2 separate regions of the Mus musculus genome follow, and region 2 is linked to region 1. Evidence: chromatin contacts called from public Hi-C data. All regions are on one chromosome and are shown on one strand. The core of a region is the stretch at or near the end of the contact, and the rest is flanking DNA. Distances in the headings are between cores, read along the strand shown.

What was found. Hi-C and Micro-C count contacts between places; a contact is called where the count stands out from the background.
Region 2: a contact with region 1 is called in a Hi-C map of cortical neurons, with 5 times the contacts expected there. The contact joins two enhancer-like sites. A contact is called at or near these places in 7 of 484 Hi-C or Micro-C datasets (cerebellum, cerebral cortex, cortical neurons and 3 more), 7 of 115 datasets of contacts at active chromatin or transcription factors (astrocytes, embryonic basal ganglia, embryonic forebrain and 4 more) and 1 of 9 other capture datasets (embryonic tail).

What each region holds. Positions count from the first base shown.
Region 1 is chr1:41,269,397-41,273,891 of GRCm38.p6, reverse strand. No RefSeq gene overlaps it. Among named protein-coding and RNA genes, the nearest start is that of 4930448I06Rik, 90 kb to the right of the region's middle. Within about 2 kb of position 2,696, at least 19 of the 459 cell types and tissues checked have an H3K27ac peak or open chromatin away from gene starts, as enhancers often do. A contact at or near this core is called in cortical neurons, where this site is marked.
Region 2 is chr1:42,251,583-42,255,998 of GRCm38.p6, reverse strand. No RefSeq gene overlaps it. Among named protein-coding and RNA genes, the nearest start is that of Gm28175, 4.1 kb to the left of the region's middle. Within about 2 kb of position 2,013, at least 4 of the 459 cell types and tissues checked have an H3K27ac peak or open chromatin away from gene starts, as enhancers often do. A contact at or near this core is called in cortical neurons, where this site is marked.

The DNA.
Region 1 (4,495 bases), core at 1,447-3,946:
GGGTGGTTTTAAACATTTTATTAATTTAAATTCAAGGATTTGGCTTTCATTTTTAAGACTTCACTACCAAGTGAAGTTGCAATTCAACAAAACGTGTACATTTTTGGTGGCATACTTCAATAGTGAGAAAATACTGAGTTTTTGTTTGGAATACATAATAATGCTGACTTGTCCTCCATTATAGTAATAAGGAGTACTTAAAAGATGGAGAATCAATCCAGCTGGGGGTGAATAAGCAGGATCCTTTAATCCATGTCTGGAGCACGCTTGCCAGTTAGAGATTTTAGTTCTCTCCTGGATGCGAGAAACTTCGGGGATGCTCACCCTTAAACTTTTCCCACCCAGCAATATGTGGCACAGTAGAAGGAAGCCTTCTCTCTCCCAGTGAATTCAGTCCACTGTACTCTGGAACAGCACAGGGGCCCAATAGAGTATCCTTCTCAGCAAAAGAGACCTGTGACATTTCCAGACTCCCCTCTTCATTGACTCTATCCCCACATCAGACTGTGACAGCAGCATGGCCTAGCCCAGCTCTCAGCCCACAGCGAGCAATCAATAAACAGTGTTGACTGAACTATGACTGGAACACCCACCACTCCAGGCCTGGACTCAGAAGCCCTCATTCACGTAACCATCTGGGGGGACCTGCCATTTTGAAAGTTTTACAAACATTTTTCATACCATGAGTGTGTGAATGGAGTTAAGACGTTAGTATGAGTCCATCTCTCAAAGGCCCCAATCCTCAGCTCCTCTGAACTTGCCAGAACATGTCTCTTTCCCAGGAACGTTCACACCTGATGGCTCACTCTACTTACATGGAGGAGAGCAACTCCACTTTACCTAGAACAGGAAGTGTGTACACACAAAGATACATGCAATATAAAAGGCTTGGAATAATATATTTTTGGTACAATATTGCTTATCCCCAAGTCTACTAGCTGTCAAAAGCTGTATATAATTACACTCATTAAGAAAAACAGGCATATATTCAATTACCTCCCTGCTGCCAATGCAGGAAACAAAACAGTTTCCTTTTTTATTATATCAGATATCTTGGTTTATGCCATGCATGCTAAAGTAACCACTCCTTGAGGCTTGGAACTGCAGCATTTCCAGTATATCTGGAGGATTATAATTGCGCACACACATCAATTATGGATTGGATTCGGCATTTTCAGATACGCTCCCAGATCGCAAAGACAGAACAATGGTCTCCAGGCATTTCCAGGCCAGTTTGATTACAGGTGTAATACAGGCAGCCTTGTTAGTTCTTCCTGATGAGAGTTTCCTTTCCCTGGTGGGGTTCTGGGAGAGAAACTGACCACTGCCTTATACTAGCAATTTCTTCCCATTCCCCAGGGATGCTTTAATGAGCCCCTCGGACATGGCCAAAGGCAATCTTGTTCTCCAGCCCAGTGAGGTGAAAAGCTAATGCTTACCCTACCAGGCAAGCAATAATTAATAAGGTGTCTTTGATTTATCTCCATTCATTAACCAAGTTACAAGTTTGGGGGTCTTAAGGAACACTGGTTACCCTATGATTTTCATTTACAAGTATTGAATGAAATATCCATGCCAAGATACATTTAAAAAAAAATTAACTCACAAGGAAAATAAATGAACGTGGAATACTAATTGGGAGAGAGAAACTGACAGATACTGCGAAAGATTGATTTTAGGGAAAATGGAGAAATCTGTTTTGTGTTTATTTTAAGGACAGGAAATGAATACTGATTAGTAATGTATAGGCGGTTGCGAGGTACAGCATTTGGTAATGTTTTTGCTGGATATTTGATTTGTCTAAGTTTTTCCCAGAATTGAGATCGGATGCCAGTTATCAGAGTTAGTTTTTTGGTTTAATAGTTAGTTGGACTTCCTTGAATACATGGCTCTTAAATCAGGAGCATTTGCTGTGCCTTCCTGTGGGAAAATAATCCAAGCACAAATGTTACACTGTCACAGACAGACATGCCTTCTCAAGGGAGGCAGAAAGCTGGTGCGAGGAGGGGGTTAAACTTCTTCTGGCTTAGATTTTACTAAGAAATTGCTCTGAGTTTTTAACAGATATTACCCATTTGGACTCGCAGGGGTGTTGGAGTACTGCAGCTCTTCCCTCCTAAGTGTCATATGGAAATCTATTTATCCATCTCTCCACCTATGGATCTATTGAGTCTACCCATTTGAGGGTTTATCTGTCTAGGGTGAAAGCAAAGCAAAACAAACAACAAACAAACAGAAAACAAATGTACTTTCCAAAACAAGAATGAGTAAAAGATGTGTTACAGTAGCCCTCTGAGAACAGAAGGTATGAACTATGCAACTAGCACAGTAAAGTTCTCCCCCTCCTCCACCTCCTCTCCCTCCTCCCCCTCCCTCTTCTCTCCCCCTTCCCCCTCCTCCTTCTCTCCCTCCTCCTTTTCTCCCTCCTTCCTCTCAGTCCCTCCTCCTCTGATGGGAGGAGGGCTCAGCTCATTTGCATTTGTTGCTCTCTATTCTTGTTAGGGACCTGTCACTGAGGCAGAAAAAGAGGTGACTGTGGGAGGTAGCCTGGGACTCAGGCTGAGTCTAGCTGCTCCCTAATCAGCTTTTCCAGAACACTTAGGTTCTCTGAAGAAATTTGGAGAATAGTGGGACTGTCTATGGAATACATGGGCTGGTGTCCATCCTCTGAGCCTTCTCGGGAGTTTGGCAAGTGAAGCCCTGATGCTGTAGTGACATCTAAAGGCGGACTCTTCCGATGATGTCTCACTCTAGCCAGCTTTGCTTCCTGCTTCTAACGATGGCTTCTGACTAACTTCTCCCAAACCTACAGGAAGCAACTTTAATTTAGATCTCATTTCTCCATCACTATGGCTGGGAGTGGAGGTTTTCCTCCCATCTATGAATGGCTCCCTTGTGAATCGTATCTGGTTGTTTTTATTACTACTGCAAACTGTCTTCTGCTCTGACATTTATTATTATCTGGCCCCTTGTCTTGAGGCTAAAGCAGGCTAAAGAGCACAATCCTGTCCCTGAGCCAGAATTCTGTCTTCAGTGCAGAGCTACCTGCCCTGTCCTCTGTGTTACTGGAATTAACAGGATAGTACAGAGGCCCCATGCGTTCCCTGCAAAGGACAAGCTTTGGCCAGGACACCTGCCGCTGTCATGACTAGGCTGGGGCAGTGGTTACCAGTTGGAGTAAGGAAACAGCATTTTCACATCGACTGCCTGCACTTGAACTGTGCTTTTGTTTCTTGTTAAATAGATGGCCTGTCCCCTATCAGTCTCCTGTCATTCAATCTGCTTAGCTCTTTCCTCTCCCACAGCACTCAGGTGGGAACTGTTTACCTTGGTGTGGTCCATCACCCAGGCAAACGTGGCTAGCCGCCTATAGGCTCACTGCCAAGCATCAGGGGACAGTTCAATGATGGAGGAGCCCTCTGCCCTGCAAGACTGGCAGGTCCAAAATGCTGTGTTTGATTCTCCTTCACTACCTTTAGACAGACTGTTTCTGAACTTCATTCTGTTTGTGAACTTGAACCTGGGTAGAAAATTGGGCAGTGGACCTAGGAGGCAGTGAATATGCACACATGTGTTTATGTACTAGTGGTGTGTGTGTGTGTGTGTGTGTGTGTGTGTGTGTGTGTGTGTGTGTAACTGCATTGAACGGATGGGAATCTTTCTTTGCCTTTCTTTTCCCGTTTTTCTTTTCGTTTTTAAGTGGCCTTGATAAAAGACCCATAAAGCCAAACTGAATAGTTTGAAGTTAATAACACTCATGGTAAAGGCCCAGGCATGGGCCCACTACCCTGCTCCTGCCAGTAATCCTAGCTTTGGGGATCTGAAATTTCCTAAAGATGTCTTAGTGTCCCATACACATGTGCTCTTGTATGTTCATAATCCTTTTCACTGGCTTCTTAGCTGCATGCTTTGTATTTAATTTTTCCTTCTGACCAAGTAAATCCCTTCGGATGAAGTGACAAGGTCTCTTCAGCACCCATAGCTGCTGATAGCTGGTGCGGAGACCCTGAAAGACCACAAAGTGTTCCTCACTAGCCTTCTTCAAGGCCAGTGCCAGCCACCAGCTGAGCGATTCCTTAGTCTCCCCTCCAGGCATCTGTCCATTGAAGAGGCTCCCAGAGAAGGCTAAAGAAGAATAATAGATATTAATGTAAAAGACAATATCCGTGCTGTTGGCTTAACCACGCCTTTAATTAGGGACTTATTATACACGAATGCCATGGAACTTTTCATTAAGTCTGGTGTGACCCCTTATTACACTGCGTGAAGTGTATTCCAGCACCTGAAATACAAGCACAAATGTTTTGAAAGTGAAGCTTGCTGATAACCTTTGAAGCTATACTGCATTGGGCAGGATACATACTGTTTCCCCTTCCTCAGTGCAGTTTCCCTGAGAAAATTTTCACTTGTAATATATGCAATAGTTTTAAAGAAAAGTGAGAGGATGACTCTTTCTGGGTGGGCGGGATTTCCTTTGGTGAATTGCCATCGTTAG
Region 2 (4,416 bases), core at 764-3,263, 980 kb before region 1:
GCATAATGGGGCCCTATTAATTACTAATGTAGAAAGTCCTTCAAATTTGGGTAGAGTTTGTAGCCCAAATAACGAAAATACTGCCAAATTCAAACCTCCATCATGTGCTGCTTAAGATGATGCCACCCACTGTCTATTAGATGGAATGTCAAGAACATTTAATTCTTCCTTTGGAATTTGCTAAGATGAACCCTGCCTGCGTATGAGAAGCAGACACACAAAGAGCATTTATGTGCGTACACACACATGGGAGTGCACACATATACACACACAATGCTCTCTCTCTCTCTCTCTCTCTCTCTCTCTCTGTCACACACACACACACACACACACACACTCACTCACAAATGCACATACACTTGAGCATACACTCAATGCCCCAAAGTATTGATGCCTTCTGAAATGTAGAAATGATTAACATAAAATTACCACTTCAAGCTTATGGTGTTAATTCATCCATATTTTTTCTAGAAAGAAATAATTCTTGGTCGAGAATCTTTCCATTGCTAATACTGCCTTCAGTGATATATTTGGGGAAATGAATGCATATATCCACTTCCTCTCAAGCCATCATATAGTATAAAATTGTGTTAAACCTTGACAATTTTTAATGTATAGATAGGCCAGTGCTCGAAAACCATTTTTTATTTCTTCTCTTAAGTTGGGGGAGAAGGCATAGTAGAACCCCAATTACAGAGTCTCTTTTGTATGCATTCAGTTCGTTTGTCCCAGTTTGGCTACCTTTATTTCTATGCTTTGAAGACTCTTTGTCTTTTTCATAGTGCTGAATTTCTATTTCAGAAAACTTAAAAATATATAACTATGTTATTGTTTATGAACCAACACTGAGAATATAAAATCACATCTATTAGGTCATAACAATGTAGGCACCAGAAAGAAAACTCCCCTTGTAGGTAAATAGTAACTGCCAGTGGGGAACAATTAAAAAGTCCTTGAAACTTTGAATCTTTTCCCTCTTTACATAAACATCCAAAGCTGTTTTCAGTTGGATTTGCTGCAGTTGCACAAGCATACCCCCATGTATGTAAAGCTCAATATAAAAATTAAAAACGCACCGTGACCCGTATACTCTGATATCTAGAGAGCACCATGGCAGTGCCGCTCCAGCTTCTTTGCTAGTAGGAGCCTCCCTGTACTCTCCCCACGTCTGGCTCATTAGAAGACCGTCTGTCTAGCTTGCAGCCCTTCACAAGTTGCAGATGCGGTGCCTTCCTTCCATGAAGAGCTTTCGACCCTTCCTTCATGCTGGGGACTCTTTTCTTTCATCTTGTGTCTTTGCTCACCTGGCTGAGTCTGTAGTTTCCAAACTTTTTTTCCTTCCAACCACTGACTTATTTCCATGCGTGCTAGCTTTCTGACAGTCCCTGGGATCTGTGTTGCTGAGGCCACATCTTTGGGACCCTTCAAGTATCCTAGTAAAACATTGCTTATGTTTCTGTTGGCAAGGGACAACCTAGAATTTAAAATATAACTGAGCCATCATTCCCACTTAAATGTACAATGCTACTATGTAACAAACTCATTAGGATTTGTTTGATCAGATCAGTGGTAAGTAGGGAATAAAATTTAAGGCTTGTGGGTTAAGTCTGGATTACATCTATTTTACATTATATGATTGATCTTAGAATTTTCAGAAGGAAAATATATGTGTTGAATTATGTTTTCATTAATTATTGGTAACAATGCTTAAGAACTATATATAGAAGGTAAAGATTACTTCATCTTGCAGTATGTACAAAGCATTATACGATGTAACATTAATATTATTAAAAAGTGAGGTTTTTCTGTGTGTGTGCGCCTGTTTTCCCATTCTCTTCGTTTTCTGTCCATTTTGTGCCTGTTCTGAAGGATCTTACACAGTCAAACTTGGGAAATTTGTGCTTACTTGTGAGCAATTTAAGTCTTCTATTTAAAATTCAGGAAAGTAGTCTTGTTTGGGTGGCTTTTTCATGTGCAAGTTGCATAGTCTGGAACTTGGCCCTTCTCTGGAATAAATTAAATCCCAAAGGCCGTGTGAGCCTGTGCTTAGTCATGAGTGTCCCAAGAAAACTGCTTAGTCACTCCCTACCTCAGTTTCTTCACTTACAAGAAATGTTTTTGATCCAAACTATTTTTAAAACTTACACTTATATGCTTTGGAGAAAAGACAGACTGTGTAACTAAATCCTAACTGCTTTAGAATGCAGAGACCTCATGAAAGACACGGAAGGGAAGGGAAGAAGTGGGATCTTTGTTCTCTGAATGGCAAATTTAAATTCCTTGGAGACTTCTCCCATGTTCTTCATCAATTAAAATGCTCACAGATACAATGTGAGGTGATTTAGGGTTAAAGCAGTGGGCTGAGACCCGGAGAGTCTCTGAGCCCTCAAGTTGTACTTGGGAGTGTGGTCGGGCAGGGTGGCCTTCTGAGGAGTCCCTCCACTCTGGTACCCCATCCTCCACCTGTGACTTCTGCTCCTGGAATTCCATGGGAACAAAATTCAAAGGAAGATATAAGATAATAAAGAAACTTGAAACTGCAGAATCATGTTTTGTTGTTGTTGTTTTAAGAATGAAATTTAAAAAAATTTAATTCCATTGACCAATAGTCCTGATATGCATACGTGGCACTGATCCATTTAGAAAGATTGATTTAACAATTTTTGGGGGGAGGAGTTGGAGAGGTACATAATCTGATAATTCTCCCACCCTCTTTCTTCTTCTGTTTAAAAGTGTATCGACCCGTTGTATCAGCCAGGCAGTGGTGGTGCATGTCTTTAGTCCCAGCACTTAGGAGGCAGAGACAGGCAGATCTCTGTGAGTTTGAGGCCGGACTCCTGAGTCCAGGACAGCTAGGATTACATACAGAGAAACCATGTCTTGAAAAAAGCAAATCAAAACAAAAGTTAATCATTCTAACATAGAGTTACTTAAAATGTGAGTTATATTGCTGTATATTAAAATAAAGCATGGGTTTAGAAATTAAAAAAAAAAAAAAGAACAAAATCAGAGAGCCAGAAAGATGGACCAGTGCGTACCAGATGAGATAAGTCTGAAAACAGGAGCTCAGTTCCTGGAGCAAAGGACCAATGGCCAGAGGTTAGCCAGTTTGTGAACTTCCAGGATTCTCCAATATCCAAGTCTTATCTCACTGAAGCAGAACGAGGATTATAAATGCGCACTGCCACCCCCAGGTTTACCAGGGTACCAGGATCTGAATTCAGGTCCCCAAGATTTCATGGCAAACCTTCTACCCACTGAGCCATTTCCCAAGACAAAGGTTTTGTTGTAGTAGTTATTGTTATTGTTGTTGTTTGTTTGTATAAATAACCTTTGCAAGGTCTGTGGCAAGAAGAAATGACAGTGTGGATTTCAAACATCTTCTAACCACCTCAGCTGGGTAGCTTGGACTTGGTTACTTATTAACGGCTGTCAAGTCTCTGCTGTCTGCTTGTGGAGAAGATCATCCAGTGGACCATTTATCCCTGGCAGAATCCAGAATTCTTGGACATGTCCTGATTAACAGCTTATAGCATCACCCTGTCTCACTGAGGATAGCAGTAGCATTGCAACGAGTATGACTGGAAGACGAAAAGAAAGCATGAAATTATAAAATAAACAGATAGAGCTATGAAATGGCATAATGTTCTAGGACAGTTTTATTTCTTCAACCATGAAAATAAAACTTCCACATATTTGAAGTCATAAGGAAACCAACATCTATTACACATGCACACACACACACACACACACACACACACACATACATGCACACACACATACAAGCACACACACATAAGCTTTTCTAGTAGTAGAATACACACACATAAAATGAATTAAAGTAGAATTTCTATAAAAGGAGGCTAATAGTATCCCTACTAGACACCAAAGACTAAGAAATTAACAGCTGAGTGTCAGGATTGGACACTTCTTTTGGAATTGTTGGTCAATGGTGCCATAGATTCCCAAACAGTACAGACATTTTATCACTACTCCTGGTTACACTGCAGAACTTTCCAGACCCTAATTGTTGTAGATACAACATTCCTAAGTTTTAGAATATAAACAAACAAACAAACAACACGCAGCTACTGACCAGGAGCTTCATCCCTGTTGGCTGATTTTGTAGCACCAAAGGCAAGTAATTATTAGTCTTACCCAGCAGTGAGCCTGGCTACAGTAATGGGTGGCCAAGGAAAACATGCCCATGGGTACAGTAGTGGCATAAGCCTCATGGAGAAAGCAACCACCTTCTGAGTAGATTTAAGATAGCTCCACAAATGAAACCTATGAATTGAGCCATTACAGGGCCAAGAACCCATGGACAGACTGGCCAGGTCATATGCCCCAGAGGAGAACCAACTACTGTTTGACATGGAATTAAGTCAATTCTTAATGACTTTTCATCACTTTCAT